Linked DNA regions of Mus musculus: region 2 is linked to region 1. A link is a contact called in public HiChIP or PLAC-seq data. All regions are on one chromosome and are shown on one strand. Each heading gives the region's core, a stretch centred on a gene start, on an enhancer-like site or on the middle of the called end of the contact. The rest is flanking DNA. Distances are from core to core; before and after follow the strand shown. Region 1 has its middle 15 kb from the start of Gm30489. Region 2 has its middle 42 kb from the start of Gm30600.

Region 1 (7,361 bases), core at 2,849-5,348:
ACACTATTTTTCACTTTGTTACACTGTGTTAAAAATCATATAGAGGCTGCCTAATCCTGCAAGCTAAATTAAAAACACCATAGCAAAACCCAGAGACCAACAACATTACCCTTTGATTTCCCATTTGTATATTGCCTCTACTCTGACCTCACATTAGACTGGATAAGATTTTTACCCTTTGATGGGTCTTCTCTGAATGAATAAATCACTACAGAGAGTGGGTGAGCAAGTTAAACCTTGGTGACATCACAGAAGTTGTGGACCAGGTGTTCAAAGTGAGCGAGTCAGAGATGTATCCCAGGTATCTCTGTTTTCTATGTACTTTTCTGGCCATACAGCCAGTGATGCTGGCTTTTTCTTTCCATCTCACCCTTTCCTCAACTAAAACTCCATCTGCCAAGCCTTATCACCCCCTTGGTGCATTATGAAAACTGACAAGGTTCTGCAGAAGCAGCAACTGATGAAATCACAAGCATGAATTCATGGGCTAACTTGCAAGGTTTTAAATCCCAGTTCAGCTGCTTCCTGGACAAGACATACATTCATTATCTCTGTGTGTTCAGTTGACGTCTCTGTGTCTGTTAATTAGCAACATGGCAATCATAATAGAACCCATCTACTTAATGTCAATGTGTAAACTGAAGGGTGGGTAGATAGCACTCACACTAATGCCAACCTACTTATTAATATTGCCACTGGATTTTCTGTTCATGGAAGTCAAACAAACATTCAGTCCTTGCTTAAGCAAATTGCAGATGGATTCCTACACAATCATAACAAACACAGGAAACAAAATGATCACAAGGGCGGGTTTCATTTTTACAGTGTGTTTGTGAATTCCTCAGCTGGAAGCCATGTGGTTTTTGGTGTCTCCTTGTTATTTTAACCAAAGGAAAGTGAAAACAAGGCCTACTTATGACTACTAATAAATATTTTTATTCCTTATATATTCAGAAACTACACCCTACACCCCTGCACACACAAATAATATAATTCATCTAAATGTCTGAATTACCTACTTTTTTCTTAAGTATACTTTTTTGCACTGCAAAAAGTATTAATAATGTAAAAGTGTTCAAATAAGACTGGACAAGGCAGTGTGCACCGGTAAACCCCAGAGCACATGAGACAGGGAGAAGACCTGAACAACTTGAAGGCAGATTTGACCTACATAGTGAGTTACAAATCAGAAAGGGCTACATAGGGAGCCTTTATCTCAGAAAAATCAGGGGAAATTACCACAAATAACAAACTTGCTGCTTTTCTTTCTGGCATGCTTATATTTTCTATAAGAGGACTTTAAGCCATCAGGAATTTGTTTGTGAGGATAGTAAGAGAAAGGCATCTGATTGAATCTTTACCCATCTAAACAACCAATTATAGCTACTTCCTGGTAAAATAAGCTGTAAAGTATCTTTTATTTCACCTGATAATTGACATTTTGAAGACTTACTGGCTCTGCCTGCTAGCCTAGGCCTAGTCCTAGAAGCTTCTAGCCTCTGTACAATTTTATCTAGGTCTAGAATATTTTCAGCCTCTGAGACTTAGAGCTGAGTAAACTCACCCTTTCTAGCTCTTTCTGAACTCTGCCTGGCTAGTTCAACTCAAATGGCTCAAACTCTTCTCTAAGATAATTGATTCTGTCTAGCATTTTTCTCAGCCTCTGACTGAATTGCTCTGCTTCTCCTCAAACTAACTCTGGCAATTTGTTCTAATCTTGTGGCTCCTTCTCATTCTATGGCACGTTTTGTTGTCACCTATGTCTAGCTCGTTCTCTATTCAATCTGACTCTGCAAAGATCTATCAGCAAAAGTGCCTGCCTCTCTTTTTCCTTCTCTGCACTGCTCTCTTAGCCTCCTTTCTGTTCTCATGAGAGTTGGGAATATTCTATTCTGTCAAATCTGTCTATGATTCATCACTTTGTCTGTCACTCAATTAGACGTCCCTTTCAAACATGGCTGCTTTCTTCTACAAGCTAACTTTACGTTCACTGTTTGGGAATTAAAGGTATGTACTAAGGGTTTGCCTGTATTCCAGCCAGATGAATTAAAGGTGTGTGATAAGATGGAGCCACACCACAACTAGAAACAGGGTTTTTTTTTTTTTCTCCCAATAATCAACACAATCTCCGGGATCCCAGTGTGATCAAATATCCTGCAACAATAAGCAATCCATATTTCCTTTGATAATCTGGAGTACTTGTTTGTCATTTGAATTCCAGGATATTTGCAGCCAGTTTCCAGATTATTCACTATGTCAAAGATTCGCCAGTGACTTTCCTTTATATAGACTGCACACTGGAGCCCTAGGTGGTGAGGATGAAGCAGGGAGTGTTCAGCATCACTAACGTCATGGCACACTTTCTGAGAAAACAGTTCCTTGGGTGACTTTATCGTTGTGTGAACACTAAGCCATGTGATTAAGTAAACCAGAACCAACCGCACGCCAAGACCATATACAGCTCACTTCTTCCTTCCCAGTCCTTCCTTGCAGAACTGCAGAGCTTGTCTTGTTGCTCAGTACAATAATTGACAGTCTCAGCCAGCATTACCTTCCCACTAAATTAATAAAATGTGTCATTGTAGGGGAGTTCTTGGATTTCTATGTTCTTCCATCTTGTTATCTTGCATGACTGCTGGGTTTGTTTTCTCTTTTGCTTATTTGTTTTATCCACTTATTGCACTGTTTGGCATTGAGCCCAGGGCATTGCACATGCCAAGCAAATGCTCTATCACTGGGCTACATCCTCAACCTCAGATGATTGGATTTTAAAAAATATTTGTCCTATCTTGAGATGATCACGTAACTTCTTAATAATCTATCTACATACTAAGCTGCATCAACATATATTTCTATTAGACTACTAATGTCAAATAACTGTCCATCCCTTGGTTTGGAGGTACTGTCACTTTATTTAAGATTTTTCCTGTGTGCTGATAAGTGAGAGCTTTGCATACATCCCTCATGCACAGTGCCCTTGACCGATCTTTATAACAAGATTATACCAGCCTCATAAAAGGAACTGGAGAATTTGCCTTCTATTTTAGTCAGTGGAACACATTATATAAGGCAAGAATTATTGGTTCCTTCGTATTTTATGAGAATAATTAATGAAATAGTTTGGACCAGTATTTTTAAGGGGAAATAGTTTAATTTTTTTTCAGATTTTTAAAGGCATAGGACTGGTTATCGCTGCTTCTTCAAGCAGATTAGCAGGACTTATATTTTTCTAAGAATCTATTTCACTGAACCTTCAAACTGTTAGACATAGATTGCCTTAGATCTTAAAATGCACAATTACTAGACTTAAATTCTTTTTTATTTCTAATGTCACTTTTGGTGACATTGTTAATCATAAGGCTCTATATTATTTAAAGTTCTTTTTTTCCTTTAAATAAGTTATTTTGCAAATAACTTGTTTCTCTATTTTAATTTCTGTGTTTGATTCTTTCATTCTTTGAATTTATTCTGTTCTTGATTTCCTAACTCCTTGAGATTTATGCTATTTTGTGAATTTTCAATTTCTTTTTCTTTTAAACTTCATTTAAGAATGTGGTTATATCTCAAAATACTGCTGTGGTAGTTTGAATGAGAGCAAGCCCCATAATCTCATATGTTTAAATACTTGGTCCCTAATTGGTGAGAGTGTTTGGAAGGGATTCAGAAATATAGCTTTATTGGAGGAGATGTGTCACTGGAGGCAGGATTTGAGGTTTCAAAAGACCACACCCATTCCCAATTCGTATTCTCTCTCTCTCTCTCTCTCTCTCTCTCTCTCTCTCTCTCTCTCTCTCTCTCTCTCTCTCTCTCTCTCTCTCACTCTGCTTCACAGTTGTGTCTCAGGATGTAAGTTCTTAGCTACTGCTCCAGTGCCTTGCCTACTACTCTCTGCTTCCTTACTCCCTGCCAGGAGAATCTCTCACCCTCTGCAACTTTAAGCTTTAATAAGCTTTGTCTTCAAGAAATTGATAATGATAATTGATAATGGTATTTTAGTACAGCAATGAAGCATAAGTAAGACAGCAACTCTATAACATTGAGAATTTTAGTTGATCAAAGCTGTTTTCACTCCTTTCTAGAGATGCTTGGTCTTCTATTGTGACTTCTACTGACAGAAATCATTTGAATTTGTGGTCTCTGTATAAATGATGGTAGTGTCTTTCTTTAACTGATCTGTAATTTTATTTATGACAGAATATTGATATAGATAGATAATCTGCATGACCTTTTCAGTGTTTCTGAAACTTTTTATTTAGCTTTTACTGGTTCTTTGTGAATTTCACATCATGCACACCAATCCCACTTATCTCTTCATCTCTTTGTACCCACACTCTGCCCTTGCAAAAAATCCCCAGCCCCAAGTCAGAGGGGAAAATCTCATTGCGGTCGCTGTAATGTGTCACAGTGTGTTCCACAGTGTAGTCCTTGGTTCACTCTGTTTTACTTACAGATGTTCATTGCAGTGAGTCACTGGTCTGGTTCAAGGTTCTGGTTTCTGCTACACTATCAATATCCTGTAAACACTTCATAGTTGGATTTGGTGGAGTTTTCTTAACCTGACTTAAGAACCTCTGGTTTAAATATATTTTTAAGTTCCATGTTTTAAAGTCACTGTTAATTTAAACTTACTCTGATCACCTTTCCTGCCCACTTAGCCATGATATTTTGGCCTCTTTTCTATTCTATTCTTCCTTTTCATTTATCAATATTGATTTTCAACTCCTTTTTTTCCTTCCTCTACCTTTATGCAAGTGAGTGTTGTGTTTTTATTTTAATAGTTTAACTTTAAATGTGTACTTCTTAAGACAGATTCTCTCTTCTTGAACAAACCAAAGACCTTGTGTAACCTAGTCTGTACCATCTGACACACAGGCAAAAAGAAAGAAAAAAAAGGAAACAAACAAAGAAAGAAAAGCAAACAGAAATTGAATCATAAACTGTGTTTCATTTGGAAAATCAATAATTTGAGAGGACAGTGGATTAACATCTTAGAATATGGCCTCTAACTGGCATGTTGTACAGGAAGAGAAAGCAAAGACCACTGGTCCTTTTAAAGCCTAGTGGTGTCCTTCTGGTCAGTTGGCTTTTCTGTTGACTATACTTTCTATCCCTTTGTCTTTGCATTCCCCTAAGCAGTCAGCTACTACATGTGTTGCATGTATGGGGCTGTGGTAGAGATGACTTGTGTCTAGCCTTACATTATTGTCCAATCTCTTACTCATCATTGCTCTCACATTCAGCTCCTTCATCCTCTGTTCATTCATTTCTTGGCCACAAGTTATCTCACATAGACTCATTTGTTTAGTTCGTTTTAGTTTGAAAATATCTCCATTTTTGTCCACACATTTCAGTGCTTGCCTTTCCATGTGTGAACCTCTACTCCAATCCTTATTTCCTTTTGTCCCTTTCAACTAGTAATTGACTTCCAGCTCCTTTTGTAATGATGAAATATCTTTTGAAACTCTGCTATTGTTCTTTTATAGGAATTTTTTTCTGATGATTTAGGTTTTTTTCCTTTGGTTTTAGCACACATGAATAATTTTACTATGGTATGCTTGCTATAGGTAGGCTTATTTTTATTTCACCATCAACATTAAGCTTATTTTTCTTAAATTGTAACAAAAATATTTTTCACCATTATTATAGGAGACATTATTTTTCTGTTTATCCCTTTCTTCTAGAATGCTTCCCAGATACATATTTAATTTCTTATCCTATTCTCTGCACTATTGATTTTACCTTTGTATAATCCAATTTCTCATCTTTTTGTTACATCCTGGCAGTTTTGAGGTTTCTTTGCTGTTGTTATTTTGGAAAATTGATTTTTTTTTCATATATTATATTCTGATTACAGTTCCCCTTCCCCATTCCTCCCAGTCCTTCCCCACCTTCCCCGCCTTCTGTATCCACCCTGTCTCTATTTCTCACTAGAAAACAAGCAGGCATCTTAGAAATAATAATAACTTAAAATATAATACAATAAAACAAAAGTAAATGCTTGTTTCAGATTCCCACACATGCATATATTATCTTCTAATTGAATCCACTTCCAGCTCCCTCTTTTTTAGCTCTTTCCCTATCCCTCCACCACTTTCTCTCCCAACCTCATGGGTACTGTTTTAAAAATCCACAGTCGCCTTATTGTTCCATATATGTGCATTTGTGTAGGGCCATCTACTGAATCTCTCTTCCTAAGTATCTGTCAACTGCCAATAGTTCCTCAGTGGTGGTATTTTGCCAGCCTTGAGCTTATAAAGTTCCTGCATGTGCTCTGTCTTTTCTACTCAGAATAGCGTATAGAAGAAGCCGTTGTTTTCCTAGTACCACCATATTAGATCTCGTTCTTACTGATGTCTGCCTCATACAGCCCCAAGACTCTGACTCCTGCACCTTTAAACATTGAAGTACCTACATTAACAAGACCGGAAGGCATGCCCCGTCTTCAGGGCACCACAGTATCTGCTCACACTCAGAATTTTCAGTCTCTTCTCTTTCTGGCATTGTAACTGCATTTCTCCTTTCTGAAATATCCACTTTATATTTAAAGGAGTTTTATTTACCCATTTATTTTGTGTAAAATTTTATACAGTATATTTCTATCCTATTTTCTCTATCTTAGCCCTTCACAAATTCTCCCCATTTCCCTACCCAGTCAACTTTGTTTTATGTTTTCACTTTCTCAAATAAAAAAACACAAATAACAACAACAATAATAATAACAACAATAAGAAATGACAAAACAACACAAAAACCTAAAAAAAAAAAAAGGACTTTGTTTTGTGTTGGCTAGCTACTCCTGAGCTTGACAACTACCTTGAGGTGTGGCTGTTATACCCAGTTACTCTACATTGAAAACACCTGATATTTCTCTTGCCAACAGGTATCAGCTATAAATAGTTTCCTGGTTAGGGGTGGGACCCTCTGTTTACTTCCTCCTCTCGGTACTGGGATTCTACTTGGCTTGAATTTATGCAGGATTTACACATGCTGCCACAGTCTCTGAGTTTATATGACCATCAGTCCTGCTGGGTCTGGAAGACAATGTTACCTTGGAGTCATCATGCATAAGAGTTTTGTCTGCATGTGTGTATGTCCACCACATGTGTGCCTTGGTGCCTGCAGAAGAGGCCATTGGCTCCCTCTGGAACTAGAGCTGTGCATGGTTGTAGGTCAGCATACAGATGCTTCAAACTAAGTTCATGTCCTCTGCAAGAGCGCCAAGTGCTCGTAATCACTAAACCAACTCTCCAGCCCCAGATCACTTCTTTTTTTATCAATGTCTGGTGCTTGAAGCAGAAAAGTTTCAAGTTGCCTTGGCTCATGGTGCTGGAAAGCCAGCAGCTACACACCCTTGTATTTTA
Region 2 (7,361 bases), core at 3,005-5,504, 480 kb before region 1:
TAAGAAGTTCTTATTAGCCAACATTATCATCAATACTTGGTATTACCAATGTTCAATTGTTTTGCCAACCAAATGGTAACAAAGTTGTTTAAAAGTTATGTCTATGAATATCAAAGGAAGTAACCGAGTTGTTTTTTTTTTTTTTTACCTACATGTTGGTGTCTCCTCCTCTGAATTTGGTGTTCCTACTCATTGGAAACTTAAAAGTCAAGTTTCCTATATTTTCTCTTATTAATTTACGGGGATTATTCCTTATATAACATTACTATTAACTCTTGATTCATTTTGGATGTTGCACAGCTCTTAGATTATTCTGTTACTTAATGTAGCAACTTCATTCTGGTTCTTCGAATTATACAAAAATCCTCAACTTTGTTGCTATCAGTCTTCTTTCACTTCAAGTCTCTGGAGTGTTATTTAAAAGTTCTTTCCACATAACTAAATGCTACATTTAAGAATTACATTGATTTTATAATTTTAATTTGTCTTGTCTGGATTTTTAAATCAGTTGATATTTGTGCCACAAAGTAGACATTTTCTTTCATCTGGTGAAGGTTTCCAAAGATATAGTTATGGAAAAATTTCTACCCTTTTCTCTTTCATTTGAACTGCCATCTCTGTCATCTAACATGTTCTCGAACATTATTTGGCTTGTTTCTGGGCTTCCATCGATCTAGCATTAAAGAACTCTGAAGAAGCCATATGGAAACCTGCTACTTGTACAAGCTTTCTAAACTCTCTATATAGTTTAAAATTAATTACCATATAATGGGGGGATAATACCTCTCCCAGAAGACCTAGGCTATCAAAAAACAAAACAAAACAAAACAAAACAAAACAACCAACCCAATGTCAGGTGTGGGTTACCTCTTCTTGAATTGTTGGTCAGTGGGATCTGACATATCCCCCAAATACTATAGGTTATTGCCATTGATCATAGTTACTCTCCAGAACTTGATGGTGAGGCCCACATATTTGAGTCACAGAACATGGAGAGAGTCAGTTGGTACCAATCTGGAAACTTCTTCCTTCCCGGCTGGCATTATTCATAGTAGGAGGTACTATGCCCACTACTAGGGAGGAAAAGAATCAATAGCCTTATCCAGCTGTGAACACTGTGTGCTTCAATACCAAGTGATTTGGGAACTGCCCATTTGTGCAATAGTGACACGAATATTATCAGAGTTACCAACAACTTTTTTTTTATAAGATATTTTCTCTATTTACAGTTCAAATGTTATCCCCTTTCCTTGTTTCCCCTCCAAAAACCTCCATTCCATTCCCTCTTCCCCTGCTCACCAACTCACCCACTTCTGCTTTCCTGTCCCCTACACTGAGGCATCGAGCCTTCTGAGGACCAAGGACCTCCCTTCCCATTGATGTCCAACAAGGCCATCATCTGCTACATATGCAGCTGGAGCCATGGGTTCCTCCATGTGCACGCTTTGGTTGGTGGTTTAGTCCCTGGGAGCTCTGTAGGGCATTGGTTGGTTCATATTGTTCCTCCTATGGGGCTGCAAGCAACAACTTTTTAAAAATTCAGTTTAAGTTCTATTCCATGAAATGGAACTCATGTCTGTTACTTTTAACTGAGCCAAGAACTCATGACCTGATAGCCCATAAGCCCTAGGAAAGAACCAACTCTATTATTCTGCTAAATGGACAGAGTACTAAGCTGCCTCCTAAGTACTTATCTTTATACCCATAAAGCAGCACAGCACGCAGCTCTCATTATCGATGCTTCTTGCTTGCAGGAGAGGGTGATTACTATAGAGAATCACGTTGGTCAAAGTGCAGAGGATTAACTGTGGAAAGCTTAGTCCTAAATGGAGCATCTATGTCATATCTATCTCCTCCTGTCAAGGCTGAGCTATCATCATGGAAAAGGGAGCAGGAAGATCTTAAGAACACGAGCTAATAGATGACTGTAGCGAAGCCATGCTTCTCAGATATAACCGGACTGCTGCACACATATACTAATATCAACTGTGACTATATGAACAAGACCCATGCAAGTTGTACCCAGAAGAAATTCCCAATTTCATCTACTCTTTTTTTTCCTAACCCTACTGAGTCTTCTCATCGGTGCCTGCGTGTGCCCAGGTGAGGAGTCATCCAGTGGAACACAGGTCACATGACAGGTGCCACAGATGAAGAAAACCGATTCTCGTACCCACACCAGCCACAGTTGCCAATAGCTCCTCAATTAGGAGTTAGCTCTAATAAGTCCCTCTGCCTTCCATGCTGGAATTTGGCTACTATTTCTCTGTAGTGATCTACTGCTACCTCTGGATCTCAGTTTTTTTCTGCCCCCCTCTTCCATGATAATCCTTGAGAACTGGGAAACAGAACGTGCTATAGGTTTCCTATTTAGGGCTGATAACTCCACAATCTCTTATTCTTTGCACTTTGACCACCAGGTGTGAGTCTCTGTATTCAACATCATCTCCTGCAAAAGTAGCTTCTCTGATGATGGTGGAGAGCCACACGAATCAATGGGTATAAAGATAAATGTTTGGGGACAATTTATACTATGTCCATTTATTAGAATATTTGTAATAGGTTCTTCCCTAGAGCTTATGATACACTAAGCCCTAGGTTTTTGGCTCAGTTAACTGCAGTAGGCATGAGTTCCATCTTGTGGGGTAGACCTCAAATACAATCAGAAAATGGTTTGCTACTCCAGAGACATTCATGCCACTATTACACTATTGTGTTTTAGTGGCTGCCAGGCTGGTCATTGCTGTAGCTTACAGGAGTCACAGCTGAGTAAACCGTTACTTTTCTCCCACAGTAATATGGACAATGCCTCTGATTCCATGACTGCTAGCCAGTAGGGATGAAGTATTCAGGGCAGTATCAGTTGATTTCTCCGTGTTCTATGGCTCAAGTATTTTCAGCAACAGGATCTTACCATCAAGTTTAGGAGGGTAACAAAGACTGATGGCATAGGTTATTTTGGTTTTGGTGAGGGGGTGTCTATGAGATTTATTACCAACATGAAGAGACACAATTTACACTGGACGCTGTTTTCTTGTTTTTTTTTTTTTTTTTTTTTTTGATAACTTATGGCATCTGGAAGATGTTTTGTCCCTAGGTATAGGGTAATTCCACTTATTTTATACATGTATATGTGTATGTGTTTGTGTACATGTTTTTGAAGCTCACACAATAGTAGGTTTCCATAGATCATGATATGTCTATGTGTGCACATGTGCATTTGAGTGCCAGTGGCCACCAGCATAAAGAGTTAGATCTTCTAGGGCTAGATGCCCAGGTGGTTGTGAGCAGAAGTCTGACATGGGTGCATTGTTCTTGAACTGTTCAAGAGCAGTGAGTGCTCTGAAGGCTAAGTTGTCCCTTCAGCCCCAGTCCCCCTTCTTTATAGCTCCTGACTGTTCATGCAAGGACATGTCCTACTCTGTAGTTTGTTCAGTTCTTGAAAGGATAATGCTTCCTGAAAGGATAATGCCTCCTCTAGATTTGCATTTAACATTTCGTGGAGCTATTTATAATCTCAAGTTTTCCCAGTGTGGCCTTTGCTCTGGCTGGACTACCTAATTATCACACCGTGTTAAAGAAACCAAGCTCATTAGAACCATCTCTTTTGGATTCTTTTTTGCTTCCTCTTAACCCTGGCTAGCTGTGTTATGAGTATATGATTTTGAATGGGGAAATATAGCGGCATGCTTGAAAAACTTCAAATCCTTAGAAAATACCTCAAGAGTCATCTGCTTACTAAGGGTCTAATTTTCAAATATAAAGGACAGGACCTGATAGCTATTTGTAGCTCATTTAGGGTAGTTAATGAGGAGTTATCTAATGAAGAGGCTGAGCAACAGCCTAAGAGTCCTCTTGAATAGGCTTAATCATCTTTGTCTGATGATAATCTATTCATCTTTTTTTTTTAAACCTACCCAAAAGGATACTGAGGAGGTGACTGATTTAGAAATTTAGTAACATATTCAATCCAGTTTGGATTGGTTTTGTATACTGAAAAGGAATCACTGTTTAATAAGTGTGCTTCTACTATATAATTCACAGAGAAGAGAAACATGCTATTTAAGAAAAAGAAACATATTAGATGAGCTCGGGATTGTTAAGTAGCTTCCTAAGTGTTTGGCAATCTTATAATTTTCCCCTTGCTTTGTCTGCATATCTCACTTTTCTTTCCAGACTTGGTTGGGTTCTTTTAAAAGTCATCGTCTCCTGAAGCATGTAATTTTAAGTAACAAGACAGTGAAGTGACATATTGCAACACTGGAATTGTTGAGTCAGCCCTTCATAATTTCACAACTGTTAAAATACTCACACTGGAAACTATGACTAACTCCCTCTAATTCTCAAAAGCCCTCTCAAGAGAAAACTCACATTTTGTGCTACTCAAATGCCATCAAAATGACTCCCTTCTGGCTCCTAGTTCAGCTCAGCAGGCAGCTAGTAGAATAGCAGGTTGGTGCCTGTAAGCAGCTGTGGGCTGCATTAAAAGCTCGCCAGTAATTGTGTCTGAGAGATGAATAGGGCAGAGCCCACTACAGACTCAAGGTTGAAAAAAAAACCCAACAACAACAATGCTTAACAGATTCTGTTATGATTGCATCTTACAAGACATCCACCAATATTTAAGAATGTAAAAATCACTGGTTTTGATGGAGTTTGATGATGCTTTAAAAGGCATGTGTCAGATGCTGAAGTTTAGGGAAATTACAAAATTGAGTTCTTGAGATTCCTCTAAAATCCCCCCCCCCATTTTATTTTAGGGGTATGGGTGTTTTGCCTGCATGTAACTCTGCACAGCACTTGAGGTCTTGGTGCCCAGGGAGGCCAGAAGAGAGTCTCAAATCCCCATAGGACTGAAGTTATAATGGGTAGGAGCTGCCATGTGGATCCTTATGAAATTTATCCAACAAAATGCTTTAGCGCTATTGAAGGTGCTTTTAAAGTCCTCACAGATTACCCAAGTCCCTCTTGCCTTACAGAAATCTTCATCTGGTGAACCAGTTTGTTCAGCCAGAGCCACAGGCCCAGCCAAAGGTACTTGCTGTCTTATTTGTATATGTATTAAGGAGCTGATATTTCTGGTCTTTAAAAAAATGCCCTCTCTGAGTTGTCTGATGTGGATACAAGCATTGCAGTCACTTTTTGACTAACAATTAAAACAGGTCCTGAGAGATGTACCATCAAATTCAGGTGACTTCCTGTGTGAAAACCCTGTGGATCTCTTACACAAGCCTAGATGCTGGAGGTCAGTCAGGGAATATGGCCACTTAAAGCGACAGAGACACAGCAAAGACAAGACTGGGGGAGCTGTTGCCAGCGTCCCAGGGTGCACTTTCACAATCAACACTCTTTAAATAAGTAGGGGTATTCTCCACATGACCAAGAAAAACACGCTATTATCAATTGCATAAACAACCCAATAAATACAGATAAATGCATAAACAGCAAGCCAGCCACATAATTAATTGGTTGTTATCATGATCAAATACTACATGCTTTCTGTTATTTCATGTGTCACTATGCTGCTTTTATTAAACAATTTTTACATACAACATTTTTGATCATATTATCTCCCTTCCCCAATTTCTCCTGGATCTCCCCACCTCTCTATATGTTCTCTCTCTCTCTCTCTCTCTCTCTCTCTCTCTCTCTCTTTCTCTCTCCTCTGCCTCTGCCTCTCTCTCTCAAAACAGAAAAACAAACAAACAAAAAACAACCAACCAATCAATCAATCAATCAATCAATCAATCAAACAAACAAACAAACAAAAGATTCTGGAACTAAACACACATCACCTTAAAAGCCCACAGAGTCTGTTTTGTGTTGGTCACCTTCTTCTGGGCATGGGATCTGCCCTGGAGTGTGGTTCTTTGAAGATAACTGACTTTTCCTCTCCCAGCAGGTATCAATTACAAACAGCTTTTTGGTTAGGGGAGGGGTTTTGTCTTCACTTCTTCTCAGTGGTGGTGTGTGGTCTGGTTTGGACCTTTGCAAGTCTTGTGCACGCATGCTGCCACAGTCTCTGTGAGTTCATGTTTATCAGCCCTATTGTGTCTGGAGGATGCTCTTTCCCTTAGAGTGAGTCATCAGACACCTCTGGCTTTTACACTCCTTCTGTCTCCTCATCTGAATAGTCTCCTGAGCCTTGAGTGAAGACTTTGATAAAGGCATCCCATATAGAGATGAGTTCTCCAAGGTCTCTCTCTGCACATTGTCCGGTTGGTCTCTGTGTTAATTCCCACCTGCTGCAAGAAGAAGCTTCCAGATTAGGGCTGATCGATGAAGTGATCTGTGGGGATAGCAATGTGTCACTAGGAGTCATTTTCTTTCTATGATTGGCCACCAGAGTGGTAGGTATGCTGATACCAACAGTGCTGAAGCCAGGTAAGGAAACATGTAATGTCACCAGGCTAAAGGAACAAATCATCATTGTCATTATGATTTATGGGATCCTGTCTATGGGGGCCCATCATCAACTCAAATGCTATATGGCACATGGCTAATACTACATTACAGGTTTCACAGATAAGAACACTGAAGTGGTGGGTAGTTAAGTAGCCTCATTTTACAAATGGGAAGACTGTCTCATTAATTTCAATCTTTGTTGCTTGTGTCAGGTAGTGTCTATGGTGTGCCCAGATCACCCTCTGTACTGGCTAGTTTTGTGTCAACTTGACACATCTGGAGGAAATGCCTCAACTGAAGCTTCTTTTTCTGTGGCTACCTGTTGGCTCAGAAGTCTTTGCTCACAGGGCTGGATCTTGTGGAAGCTCCTGCCTTGTATCCCTAACCTGGTGGAAAAATTCACATCCTGGTCCTTTATTCTAGAGCAATCAACTTTATGCTTGACGTAAGGACAGCAGGTCCTTTGGCCTTGGGTAAACTTACTTCTGACCTACCCCTTGCTACCTACTTGGAAGAAGAAAAGGACAGAGAAGCCTCTAAGCTAAGGCATGGAGACTTCACACTCAACTTTGTCCTCTATGTGTTAGATTTTGAACTTATCTCACCTAAACTCTTTTCCTCCCTAAATGGGGGACCTCTGTTTAAAAAATTACACGTGTCAACATACTGGAGATGTTTTATAATGTCTGAAGTGCTTCACACACACATGATTCATGTCTGATTCCACAGTCCCCGCTGTGACTAGGTTTAAAGATGCTCCATGTTTGGATCAATATTCAAAGAGGGTCTTAAAATCATCTGAAATGAGAATTTATATCAGGAAGTATAAGAGATGTGAGACTCTTCCAGACTACAGATAGAAGACACACCTGAGGACAGAGGCTATCTAATACAGCAATGTGCCCATGCAGTGAGAACGCTGGGTCAGGGAGCCAGGAGACAGCTGGGAGGAAGAG

What was found. HiChIP or PLAC-seq counts read pairs in DNA pulled down with a chosen protein or histone mark.
Region 2: an H3K27ac HiChIP or PLAC-seq map of regulatory T cells shows a contact between it and region 1, with 5 times the contacts expected there. The contact joins two enhancer-like sites. A contact is called at or near these places in 1 of 15 datasets of contacts at CTCF or cohesin (the NIH/3T3 cell line), 2 of 484 Hi-C or Micro-C datasets (bone marrow-derived macrophages and regulatory T cells) and 2 of 115 datasets of contacts at active chromatin or transcription factors (CD8 T cells and regulatory T cells).

The regions. Positions count from the first base shown.
Region 1 is chr13:36,805,193-36,812,553 of GRCm38.p6, reverse strand. No RefSeq gene overlaps it. Among named protein-coding and RNA genes, the nearest start is that of Gm30489, 15 kb to the left of the region's middle. Within about 2 kb of position 4,098, at least 29 of the 459 cell types and tissues checked have an H3K27ac peak or open chromatin away from gene starts, as enhancers often do. A contact at or near this core is called in regulatory T cells, where this site is marked.
Region 2 is chr13:37,287,809-37,295,169 of GRCm38.p6, reverse strand. No RefSeq gene overlaps it. Among named protein-coding and RNA genes, the nearest start is that of Gm30600, 42 kb to the right of the region's middle. Within about 2 kb of position 4,254, at least 68 of the 459 cell types and tissues checked have an H3K27ac peak or open chromatin away from gene starts, as enhancers often do. A contact at or near this core is called in regulatory T cells, where this site is marked.